Linked DNA regions of Zea mays: region 2 is linked to region 1. A link is a contact called in public Hi-C data. All regions are on one chromosome and are shown on one strand. Each heading gives the region's core, a stretch centred on a gene start, on an enhancer-like site or on the middle of the called end of the contact. The rest is flanking DNA. Distances are from core to core; before and after follow the strand shown. Region 1 has its middle 59 kb from the start of LOC103653188. Region 2 holds the start of LOC100284470 (UBA/UBX 33.3 kDa protein).

Region 1 (6,956 bases), core at 2,673-5,172:
ATGTCCTTAAGCTTCTGCCATGACGTGATTGTCCGTGGCCGGAGAGAAGAGTACCATGTCTGGGCCACACTTTGGACTGCCATGACAAAGGACTTCGCCATGACTGCGGTGTTGCCCCCGTACGAAGATATAGTTGCTTCGTAGCTCATCAGAAACTGCTTCGGATCTAAGTGCCCATCATACATGGGGAGCTGCGGTGGCTTGTATGATGGGGGCCATGAGATAGCCTGCAGTTCTGCTGATAGAGGAGAAGCATCATCAAAAGCAAAATTTCCATGATGGAAAAATCATCATACCAATCATCATCATTGTAGGAATTGTCATGACGAAGCTCTCTTTGTGGAGGTCTTCGGTCCTGGTCATCTTGAGTAAGATGACGTATTTCTTCAGCAGCTTCATCGATCTTTTTCTGTAGATCTGAAAGACGAAGCATTTTCTCTCTCTTCCTTTTGACATGTTTATGGATAGCTTCGAGATCCCTTATCTCCTGGTCCAGCTCCTCCTCCTGGGGTGTTGGACTTGTAGCCTTCCTCTTTTGAGTTCGAGCTTCGCACAGTGTGTCCTGGTTGACGTCCAGTGGCTGCAGTGCAGCCCCTAGCCCTGAATAAGTTTTCTTCGGCGGCATGACGAAGGTCATGGTTTGCCGAAGGTGGTCGATTGAGTTCACCGGAGGTGGGCGCCAATGCTGGTCACTTGTTCTCAAATGCTATGAGTTAAGAACAAGGCAACACAAAACATTAGTGGTTAATGTCCTTCATCCTTCGAAACATTATTTCCCTTAGCATATAATGATCTTCAAACGATGGTTATGAAGGACGTACCTTCATAATCACAGTGTATATTAATGTAAGTAGAAACATATGAAACATGAGAAATAACATAAATAATCATATGACATCATTTATATATCTTTATTATATCATCATGAATAAACATGAACAATGTCGAATTACATTTGTACCTTTGGTTTAACAGAAGGCCAAAGTTCAAGTGTGACGCACGAATGAATACAAGTCAGCGTGAATAGTACGGTATCACTGTTCATCTATTTATAGGCACATGACGCGGCCTGTGTGGAATTACATTCATGCCCTTGACATTTACTATTGACTTAGGGATAATCTATCGAGGACTAGACAGCCTTTTTCCCTTTAAGTCGGTTTCATTTTCCACTGTTGAGCCGAAGCTTTTCCACGAGTAGCTTCGGCATTGGTTCATCCTTCTCCTGAACTGCGCTCTTCATATCATGTACAACCTTATCCCGTGTCCGAAGATTCCTGTACACATATTATACTTGGGAAACATGTTAGTCGTGTTTTTGAGGACCTTCGGAAGACGAAGGCCCCCAACAGGTGCGAGTTGGGCACTTAAACTGGAATAATTCGGGTGGTTCTATCACAGAAGACCTAGTGGGAGAAACTTTAATCTTAACCCCAACAGTGGAAATTTTGATCTTGCAGCGTTTGGCCAAAAGTCAAAATATGAAACTTATAAAGTTTTCCATAACAAACAACTCTCATATGTGGAGAATCCCAAGTTTAACAACAAAACGTAGAGAAAAGCACACAATTTAGTCTGGACCTAAGTTTTTGAATCCTTAAATTATTACTAACTACCTATATTTAGGCCTTAATAATTTTCAATCCATGGACAGTTGTAGGAGGGTCACTATGAAAAAGCTGTGGGGCTACGCTTGGTGCACAAGTTTGATTAAATTGTTCAACCCTAAAGCTGTGTGGAATTGGTAGAAAAATTGGTTCAAGGGTACTATGCCTTACTCTGGAATTCTGGACTTAGTTTATTTTCAAAGCCTGAAGTTATGTGTTTTTAGCAACTTTGGGAGCTCCTTTGTGTCTGATTTATGAAGTATTAAGCCATACTCCTTGTAATAAAGTTGTAGAGTAGCTATTAGGGTACAAGTTTGTTTAAGGGATATGGTCTTGGTACTACATGAAAAGGTGGAGTAAATGGTGTTAGAAGGAAGGCTGGCAGACTTTGGAAATTTTCAGATAGGGAATAGTGGCCAGTGCTGAATTTCAGTGATTGGCATGACTTTGGAGCTGTGTGGTGCCTGTTCTCGATGGTTTTGGACTGTGATCTTTATAACAAAGTTGAAGATCATATGTAAATGAACCAATCTCCTTAAGTGAGTTGGATGTGATCCCACAAAAAGGTGAAAAAACAACTACCTGAAAGTGCCCTGTCAGGCTATAAGTTTCGTGCTCAGTCTTAGATAACTGGGTATGGTTCCTGTGAATTTCAGCCAACTTTGGGGACCTATAGTTTGTGATTCTTGTATCCTTGACCCTGGAAAACTATTGTAAACTTATAGACCTATAGTTAAGGAACAAAATTGCTTCAGTAATATAGGTCTGTCATTGTTTGGAGAAGGGAGCAAAGGAGCGAATGAGGTTGGTACTGCTGTCGACTGAAGTAGTTCAGGGTTGTGAAATCTGAGAAACATATCCATCTCCACCAGTGCTCTGGAGGTTTCTAGTGATTGCACCGAAAGGAACTTGTAGCCTAGGGGGGATAACTTGTCCCAGCTTTACCACTTCATGGATCAGAGCAAGGAGGTAATAATCTTGGCCATAGTGACTCAGTTGCTTCACTATTTGTCTTGCTGTCCAACATTCAACAGAAGGAGAAGTAAAGTTTCCTATGTGCTTGGCTCTGCATGGGAAGCCTGCAGTTGATATAGAGGAACAATTTAACCCCAGTTAGCCACGGTGAAAGCCCCCAGTGTAACCCCAACCAGTGCAGCTCATGTGTTTGACCCTAGTTAAACAAAGAGGTGATAAGAGATGGAAACTGAATCTGTATATATATTTCAATTAAGCCCTTGGCCTGCTCACTACGCCCTGTTTGTTTCGACTTTTTGTAGCTTCTGGCCACAAAAAGCTGCTGCGGACTACCAAACACTCAGCTTTTCAGCCAGCTTCTATAAAATTTGTTTTGGTAAAAACCATTCAAAATCAACATAAACATATAATCGGTTGAGTCGTCGCAATAGTAGTAATCCGTCACTTTATAGATCCTGAGCCTCATGAACAATTTTATCTTCCTTCGCACGTAATCCTAACGATACTCAGATTCTCTACACTGCTAGATTCTTCCCACAGCTAGATTCTCGGGAAAGCTGGTCAGAAAAAAAAACTGAACCAAATAGGCCCTATGCCATGCCATCCCTCAGCATCTAAGACAAACCGTCAAGCTCTCTCTACCTCTCTGTTTCGTTGAGGAGGCCAGAACGTCGTGCAGACACTAACAGTGGTGACCATCACCACCGAATCTCCCATCTCCCCGTGGACAACCTTTTCGGGAAGGTAACACGTTCGATGTGCTCACATTTCAGGACATAGGGGTCATAGTGTTGCTCACAAAATCTTCCTTTTGAACTCTACCGTAGTAGTTTCACCGGAACACCATCAAGCAATCCGGTGAACGCCGTCGAGGAGACCTTCCATGTCGACCGATTGAATCTGATCCTCCCTAACCCAACCAATGTGAGCATCGTATGCTTGACAGATTGCTAAAACTTTCCATAGCCAAGGGTTGAACGCTACTGCGTTAAAAACTCCGGTCTATCTCATCGGAGCTCAGGTCTCCGCCGTCACTGTGGTCTGGGCGGTTTAGGTCATTTGAATCCGATTCACTCAAGAGATATGTTGGGCTGAGCTCGGATAACACATAGTTGTGTTGACCCTTGCCGGAGCCGGCCACCGTTGGCTAGTTGCGAGCGCGCAAGCATGTGTTCGACTTAGGGCCGCTGGAGCCACGGTCGTGGACCGGAGTTTGTGAATAAACGAAAAGGAAAGGACCTCGGTGCACATGTTAGTGAAACAACAGAATAGGGCACGAGACTCTTGTTCGGTTAATTGATTTAGTGGGGGTCTGAATGAAAAACTGCGGAACGGCAGGCACGTGCCTCGTGCGAGGGCGCCATATCTGGCTGTGCTGGGCCTTCTCGGACCGGTTTCGGCCCAGTACTATTGGTAGTTTCCTTTTTATTTTTGGTAGCAGGTTACAGAATTCATCATAAATTGTAGAAAACTGCAAAAATTACCAAACCAATTTTGTAGAATCCAAGAAATTATGTAGTTCTATTAAAATTTATTCTTAGGATTTTTTCAGCAACTAGTAAATTCTTAATCATTTTAAAGTACCCTTAAGAAGCCTAAAAGAATTTTAGAAATAAAAACATAGATTCAAAAATCATAAAAATTTGTGGAAAAATTAGTTTTCCTTAGAGTAGCTTCTGGTAAAAATCTAAGCCTGTTTGGAGTCGATTTGCTTAGAGAACCATAAACTATCTAAAAATGGGTAATTAGAACTCTAAACCTTGAATTACTATAAGGTTAAATAAAACTTAAATCATACAAAATATTAAACAGCAAGGTTGACAAGCTTTAAAATATGTATTCTCTGATTTTCTGAGGAAAATTTAGTTTGATCGCGTTAAGCCAACATTAGGTAACCTAGAACTATAAGTATAATCACTAAATGTTTAATTACGAGCATTTAAGCTTTCCACCTCTCCCTGAGTAAGAGTTTGCATAGCATATCATTACATGAGCATTCATATACTTGATATTGACTTGTAGAGCACCGAGAAGAAGAATTTGAAGTGGAAGTGGAAGAGGAGCCTGTTCCTACATCTGAAACTTCTCCAACTGAGGTTGTTCCTGAAGGTACTCTCGAGGGTGCTCCAGTAGGGTTTGCTGCCAACTGCAATATCCTAGTAGAAGAGCCTGACTCATCTCCTCATCAAGGCAAGCTCCAGTGCATTTACCACCTCCTTGTTGTTATAAAACTTTTATCACTTATATGCTGCATTAGGTGGTAAGAGTTGAATGATTAAACTTTGTTGCATACTTCCTTGAACTATGGATTATCATTCGTGATACCTGATTTGAAAAGCTAGATGTGCTTATTATGCTTATAGACTAGGAACAAAATGTTTTGAGATATGAATCATGTTTTTACAAAGAAAAAGGGACTAGAGTGATGAAGGTATCAAAGGCCTTGATGACTTCATCATTTCAGCAGGGTATCTCTGACAGGTACCAAGTTTTCAGAAATAGTTTTATTTGAGACCAGACGTTGAGCTGGAAAGGTCGCCCGTCTGTGTCACTTAAGGACCGCAACGATTGTTGGCCTGCTGATCTAGGACCCTTTAACTAGCCACATGCCTCATCATGGGAAATCTTAGCCTCGGTCGGACCAATACAAGAACAACTCGCACGCACTGGGAGTGGAGAGATGGTGGGAGTAACGTGTTCCCACCTAGCAAGTGGCTAAATGGTGGGGTACTGTGCTCTCGGGTCACGTGAACCCGCTCTGGTCTTGAGAAACCCGAGTGTGAGTTGACATAAGCCAGGGTTAAGTGCTACATATATCGTGTGGTTGGAGATCCCCAGCTAGGTATTAATCGATTCGGATCGCCGTACTTCTCGGATATGAAGACTGGATCTTCAACCCTCGTCGTAGATAAGAAATGAAACAAGGCTACATGATGTAAAAGAAAGCTGGACTAGGCCAACTGATTGAACTAGACCAGGTAAATCTAGAGAAAGGTAATCACTTAACTTGGAAAATAAGAAAAAAAGATTGTGATGCATTTCCTTTCCATTACTTAGCCTCGAGCTTTAATCTCGGGACGAGATTCCTTTTAGGAGGAAAGGATGTAACACCCCTGGTGTTACTAGAACTAAAACTTGGCATGACATCATGTGCATTGACATGGTTGTGGGTTGTGTTGTAATACACCTAGAATGCATTCACCGGGATTAAAAATAATTTAAACCTAATGTCTTAATCAGTGGATAGCAGAAGACCTAGTGGGAGAAACTTTAATCTTAACCTCAACAATGGAAATTATGATCTTGCAGCGTTTGGCCAAAAGTCAAAATATGAAACTTATAAAGTTTCCATACCAAACAACTTTCATATGTGGAGAATACCAAGTTTAAAAACAAAAAGTAGAGAAAAGCTCACAATTTAGTCTGGACCTAAATTTTTGAATCCTAAAATTATTACTACCTACCTATATTTAGGCCTTAATAATTTTCAATCCATGGACAGTTTGAGGAGGGTCACTATGACAAAGCTGTGGGGCTACACTTGGTGCACAAGTTTGATTAAATTGTTCAACCCTAAAGCTGTGTGGAATTGGTAGAAAAATTGGTTCAATGGTACTATGCCTTACTCTAGAATTCTGGACTTAGTTTATTTTCAAAGCCTGAAGTTATGTGTTTTTAGCAACTTTGGGAGCTCCTTTGTGTCTGATTTATGAAGTATTAAGCCATACTCCTTGTAACAAAGTTGTAGAGTAGCTATTAGGGTACAAGTTTGTTTAAGGGATATGGTCTTGGTACTACATGAAAAGGTGGAGTAAATGGTGTTAGAAGGAAGGCTGGCAGACTTTGGAAATTTTCAGATAGGGAATAGTGGCCAGTGCTGAATTTCAGTGATTAGCTTGACTTTGGAGCTGTGTGGTGCCTGTTCTAGATGATTTTGGACTGGTATCTTTATAACAAAGTTGAAGATCATCTATAAATGAACCAATCTCCTTAAGTGAGTTGGGTGTGATCCCACACAAAAGGTGAAGAAACAACTACCTGAAAGTGCCCAGTCAGGCTATAAGGTTCGTGCTCAGTCTTAGATAACTGGGTATGCTTCCTGTGAATTTCAGCCAACTTTGGGGACCTATAGTTTGTGATTCTTGTATCCTTGACCCTGGAAAATTATAGTAAACTTATGGACCTATAGTTAGGGAACAAAATTGCTTGAGTAATATAGGTCTATCATTGTTTGGAGAAGGGAGCAAAGGAGGGAATGAGGTTGGTACTGTTGTCGACTGAAGTAGTTCAGGTTTGTGCAAAAATCTAAGAAACATATCCATCTCAACCAGTGCTCTGGAGGTTTCTAGTGATTGCCACAAAAGGAACTTGTAG
Region 2 (6,281 bases), core at 1,855-4,354, 990 kb before region 1:
AGAAACCAGGAAGAAATGCATTTCGACGACCTTTGCAGGCGTCATGGTTGCGGCGGGATCCCTAGGATCATCCTGCGGCAGACCAAGCCGTCTCCTCCTCTCTGCCTGCACAGGAGGATGTAGCATTTCATCTGACTCTCAACAGAACATAGAGTGACATTTTGCGTGTGTGTGGGGGAAATCCAAGGTAATAACAAAAAAAAAATGACAAAAATGAAGGATTTGTTACTGGATGACTTATGATCATGCTGGGAAGAAGAAGAAAATTCAGTTGCAGTAAGGAGTACATGGTTATTTTTGTATAATTAAGCAGAGTTTTTAGCATGCTGCAGCAGACAGCACAGACCTTATCGTCAGCTATACGCTGGCGTATCCTCTCCCTCGCTCTTTTCTCCTCCTCTTGATCTGCTACCCGACTCTCCATCACCCTGCAGCCAAAACAGAGCCATCGCTTCTCTTCAAGAAGCAATCTTGGGAGCTGCAAGTGAGACGCGCGTTCGAAAGAAACACACCGCTTCCTTTGATTTTCCTCGAGACTTCTCTTTGCTTCCATAAGGTCTTTAGCAGCTCGAATCCTCTCCCTCTGTACAAACAAGAAGGAGCATTCGGGAAGATCACCACAGGATACACTTAAGATGTTGGCGCGAGAAAGCACATTTTCAAAAAGAGAATGCAATACCTGATCCTCTTGTAATTGACTCCGTATCCGCCCTCTTGCCCTCCCTTCCTCGTCTCGTTTTTGCTTATATAGTGCTAATATCCTGGGAAGTACAGTACAGGTGCGTTACTGGGGGTGAATCCGTGATAAGCAACCTAATCCAAGGCAAGGTACACACCTCTTTCTATCTTCTTCCTCCTGTCCATCTGCATTTGGTTCTCGTTCCAACTGGGATGTCTCCTAGTTTAGGAGAAATTTGTAGCCCATGCCACTCAGTATGCATGGTATGAAGTTTTAAAGGAAATATTTGATACATCTAATAAGAAGAAACTAAGTACATTCTGTCTCCCAGTTTCAGTGTGTTCTTTAGGTTTCTGCTCCTGCACAGTATCCCTGCAAGACAAGTATCATCCATTACATTTTATAAATCACCGAGATTTTTTTCATAAATCAAGCAACAGAAATGCCGATCAGTACATGCATTCTGTCACCGAGATTTTTTTTTCATAAATCATTTGTTGACTACTGAGAAACACAAGCATTTAACTTGCCTTTGTAAACAGGCCGGTTGAAGGACAGGTGCCCCCCCCACCCCCAAACACACACACACACATAACCGTTTCATTAAAAAAAAAAGGGAATGTCCCTTGATAAAAAGGTTATCTGAAATCCAGAAGAAGGAAAAATAAAGTTTTTACCTTGAGGTGGCAAAGACTCAGAACTGTAAGCTATGACATCACACAGTGACACTGCATCCATACAAAATATGCTATAGATTGCTGATTCCTCAATTGAGGTAGATATTTAACAATCTTACTCAGGATTTGATTTTCCCCCCCCACTGAAATGGTACTATGACATTTCTCTAGCAAATCATCTATGAAATCATTTAAGGAACAGAAACAAACCTCATTCCTTCAACGTCATTTCTTACTTCATCTGATGTGTCACCGCATTCAATGCTTATTTCTCTTGGAATCTAGACCATACAAGGGAAGGATCAAAACAAATTGTTTCAATGTAGTGACATTACAACAGTAATGTTCACATGATTATACTACCTGATTCGGAAATATAAATGTAGTATTATAGTGTCAAGTATTATGATGGCAGTTGCTTCACAGGTTCATATTAACAACATTTGGAAGGTTCCAAGCTATAATCTCCGACCAATTTTTTTAAGGGACATTCAAATTGCATGAAGTGAAAACTTCTTATAGCCCCACCAACACCTCGAGAATAGTATCAGAACACAGAATAGTGCTCATGAGAAAGGACTTCAGCTAATAAAGAACATCCCTTGTTAAGAAATCACCTACCAGTGGTAGCCGATCAATATCTGGGTCACTTTCATGTTCCAGAAGCCAGTTTACAGCAGATTCAAGATTGGAATTACCTGAACAAGACATATTATTATCTCTCCAATTTATTGAACTACATGCTAAATAAATAATATACTGAATATCTATAATAAATATGTTGCTGGAGCTTTGTATAATTTGCATTTTTACGAAATGGCATATCTATCAACTGCAATGCCATCAGTGAATAGGGATAACACACAAACCATGGAAGGATGGGCACAAATACAAAAAAACACTTCGCAACCATAGAAGGGACCAACTGTCGTGTAGTTTCTATTTTGTGTATTATCGATCTGTCTTTGGCAAAGAAAAACATTGTAATGCAAACCTGTACCTAGCAAGTTTGTTTGAAAAGGCATACCTGAAAAATGGAGTGCCCTAACTGAACGTGCAGTTGGGAATCCCATGGCTTCAAGTTCACCAAGCATTTTCTTGTCAACTTGTGGGACAGCCATCACTAGAAGACAGATGAACAAAAATAAGAGCTCACCAATTGCTACAAATGCAAAACTAGAGGGAATAGATAATGAGGGAAACAGATAGCAATGTCAAACTATTGGCTCAATTCAAGCAGATGTTTCATACAACTAACAATTAATTAAACAAACAGTTGCGTAAGCAGAAAAAATCAAAGAGTTACCAATGATTAAATGCCCTACCCTCCCCCCAATGATCTTACATAATTTAAGCTATATTCTAGGAGCTTAATTTGCAAATCTTGATTCTATGTCTAACATAAAAGCTATAATGCTCTACAATTTAAATTAGAACTAACATATGTGTTCTGTGAAGCACCTAGGACCTGTGTGTGTGTTAATGCTAATAGTATGTTGGCTTTTATCACTATACATGGAAGAATAGGTATGCTAGAAACAAAACCTAACCTGAAATATTACAGGTTATAATGCATCGGCACAAGAACCATAAAGTGCAAGCAATGGAAAAGCACAAGATTGAGCAAGTTTGATGAAGTATTCACAAGACTTCCAGTTTGCTTTGAAATTCTGGTGACAGAACAAGTTGATGAAATTACGAATAGGAAATTTACCTTTTCAGAGCTCTTTCCTCACTTTGTAATCCTTGAGCCAAGATGATGTATGAATCCTCTTCCCATATAAGTAGAGCAAAGAGCTATAAGCTACTGCAGATGGAAATGGGAGTGCGAAAATTAGATGTAGAGGATTAGGGCTTTGCTTCTTCTGCACTTCATTCTTGTCTTTTCCTCCCAGATGGGTCTTGTGGTGTCTCAGGAGACTCGGGTGACTTCTTTCTTCCTGCAGTAACTTATGCCTTCCCTCATGCTTAGGGTTTCCCTCTTGAACCAACAGCTAGCCTACTCACAAATAGATCGATTCCTTCGTTTGGGTTACAACTTAGAAGATCAAACAAACCAAGTCACTAAGAAAATCAACAACAGAGTAATAAAGAGTAACCCTGAAGTCTTGGTGTACCTCAAGCATTAGATGACGATATTCATTCAGTATACAACTGAATTGCCTAGTCAGCATTGCCTTATACTTCATGAGTCACACAAGATACTAAGAGAGGAAAATGAAGTTGGAATTACTGTCAAGTCATAAATGCCTCCAGAGCCCTGGTTTTTTTACCACTGTCTTGCAGAAGCTCATCACATATATCATGTTAGGATGAAGAGAATGACAACTTGTATATTCTAGAGGGCTTAAAGGGCAAAAATACATGTGGTAACTTTACAGTAAGAACCCTAGATTCTATGGAGAACAAAAAGAGAACTATGCATATACACACTAACAGGTCAAACATCTTCAGTAATGCTAAACTATAGTTAGCTATAGATAATAATTTCAGTTCCTAAAATATTCTTAGAGAAGGCGGATATGGAGCAGTTTACAAGGTTACTCCTCACAATTTACTCTTGCGAATGCATTTTCTAATATTTTCTTGTAGATGTTGGTAATTAATGCAGATTTGTAGAAACGTATATGGTCAGTCATATAATTAACTATGTTCCTTTTTTCCAGGGTAAGCTACCTGATGGGAGGATAATAGCTATGAAGCAACTTTCCCAAACATCACATCAGGGGAAAAAAAGCAAGTTTGCAGAAGTGGCCACAATTTTTGCTGCGCAATGCCCACCCACAACAAATATGATTGCGTACCGTGTTAACGCACGGTACAGTCATTGTAAGACCGTGTCCAATAATTTATCTATAGTTTATTCAAAATACTGTTTGTTTAGAATACATTATTCAGAGGATGGAATTTAAATATGGATATAGATAAATGTAAGCGTTAGACTGGCCCCGCCTAACCGCTCGGCTCCCCGCTTCTGGGCACCGGCCGGCGTGATCGCAGCGGCTCAGCGTTCCCGTCGTCGGTTAATAAGCTGAGGATGTATTTGGTTTGCTTTTGGCTTTGACTTTTGTCCCATAAAAACCAATAGTCAAACCAAAGGATTGGATTCATAAAGTAGTTTTTTGTAAAAGCCGATTTTTTTCGCAGTGCAAAATTGAAAGCACTGCCGAACCTGTTTTTAGTGGTTTTCAGATAGAACTGTGAAAACATATATCGAAAAACTTTTAACGGTTTTTTATGGTTTTCACCAAACGATTTTTAACTTTTTAACAACTCACAACCTATAACAATTTTTTTCACAGCTTACAACACACAACAACTTTGTCAGCGAAGCGGAGGAAGCAGTCATCGGTGCGGCAAATGACAAAGAAGGTTTGGCTGCAACAGCAGGAGATGGGCCGTGTCGGGCCAAAAGGCTGAGGAAGCGCAACCCAAAGGTCTTTGGGCCGGCGTGGGTAAACAGCACAGAGTAATCCAGCCGATTATTAAATAAGGGTTCGACGGCGCGTAGGGTTTTTTATGCTGTAACAGAACTCTAGACTCTAGTTCTTCTTCCTTTCCAAGTACTATCTCAACTACTCTGTTCTCCGTCTCTGCATTCTCCAGATATTGTGTGTGTGTTCCAACTTATGCAAGTCGTTAACAAGTGGTATCAAAGGTTACCGATCCTTGGCTTGTGGGTGTTGACGCGCTGGATCGCGGCGACCAGCAGCATTACTTTACCCGTGCTCGCCTCCGACGTGTTCTCATGAATCCAGACACTCAACTCATCCTGGATGAGTTGTCGCGGCGTTTCTCTGAACATGACTCCAAGTGGGATCGCAGAGTGGCCGAGCAGGAGTCGCGTTGGAACGCGACCTTCTCGGAGTTCACCACTGGACAAGACCGCTGCGTGGGGGCTCTAGAACAAGCCACTGGTGTGCTGGAAGATTGGCGGATGAACATGGAAGGGATGATGGATGACCTGCGACTCGAGGTGGGCAAGATCTCCAAAAATTGGGAGCGTGCTGTAGTGGACAATTCGTCCGCTATGGCGGGCATCCTCGCTCCTTCTCCACCGGCTGTCGAGCAACAACCTGCCGGAGTTCCAGCCAACAGGCCCCATGGGCACCGCGTCGAATCGAGCCACCGGGAGGATGGTTTTGGGTCGGTCACCACCCTCCTCCATACCCCGGTCAAGGGTATGTGTTCATCATTGCCTCGTTCTCCAGCTGTGCATACTTCGGAATTCCATCAGCATGTGGGCGATCTGTCATATCCAACCATGGGGGGCGCGATGCGTGGTCGTTTGCCTAAGTTGAATTTTCCTGTGTTTGATGGCGAAAACCCCAAATTATGGATCCGTCGCAGCCATGACTACTTTGACATGTATGAAGTAGAACCGCACCTATGGATCAGGGTAGCGTCGATGCATTTTGTTGGGGGGGCTGCTCGGTGGTTTTCATCTCTGGACGAACATTCACACTTATCTAGTTGGCCTGTTTTTTGCCGCGTGCTTTTAGAGCGTTTTGGAAAAGATGAGCATGAGTTGTTTATTAGACAATTGTTTCGCATTCGTCAACATGGCACAGTAACTGAATATGTAGATCAGTTTTCTTCATTAGTAGACAAGTTGGTGTCGTACGGGCGACCTGTGGATCCTCTCTATTTTGTGCAACGTTTTGTGGATGGTCTTCGTTCAGACATTCGTGCTGCTATTATTCTTCAACGGCCTTCTTCCTTGGATTCTGCTTGCGCTCTCGCCTTGCTGCAGGAAGAGGTGGCCACGTCAGACCGACGTTTGGAGCATCGACGTCCAGAATGGGCGTCGTCAGGAAAGGGGTATGGCAAATCTTCAGTGCCTCCTTTCTTGACAGCACGACCCGACAAGACTGGAGCTGTGATCGAAGAAACAAAGCCGGCTGAACAACATCGTGCTCGTGTCT

The links. Hi-C and Micro-C count contacts between places; a contact is called where the count stands out from the background.
Region 2: a Hi-C map of tassel shows a contact between it and region 1, with 4 times the contacts expected there. The contact joins the promoter of LOC100284470 here to the enhancer-like site in region 1. A contact is called at or near these places in 2 of 25 Hi-C or Micro-C datasets (ear and tassel).

The regions. Positions count from the first base shown.
Region 1 is chr4:44,784,302-44,791,257 of Zm-B73-REFERENCE-NAM-5.0, reverse strand. No RefSeq gene overlaps it. Among protein-coding and RNA genes, the nearest start is that of LOC103653188, 59 kb to the right of the region's middle. Within about 2 kb of position 3,922, at least 16 of the 20 cell types and tissues checked have an H3K27ac peak or open chromatin away from gene starts, as enhancers often do. A contact at or near this core is called in ear and tassel, where this site is marked.
Region 2 is chr4:45,776,588-45,782,868 of Zm-B73-REFERENCE-NAM-5.0, reverse strand. LOC100284470 (UBA/UBX 33.3 kDa protein) reads right to left here and starts at 3,104. Exons shown (of 12, transcript NM_001157365.2): 1 at 3,071-3,104; 2 at 2,384-2,479; 3 at 1,978-2,054; 4 at 1,567-1,637; 5 at 997-1,051; 6 at 837-898; 7 at 680-761; 8 at 347-583; 9 at 31-105. The coding sequence starts at 2,477. It overlaps LOC103653200 (ubiquitin carboxyl-terminal hydrolase 1), which reads left to right. Exons shown (of 6, transcript XM_023302344.2): 4 at 1-828; 5 at 4,023-4,185; 6 at 4,659-6,281.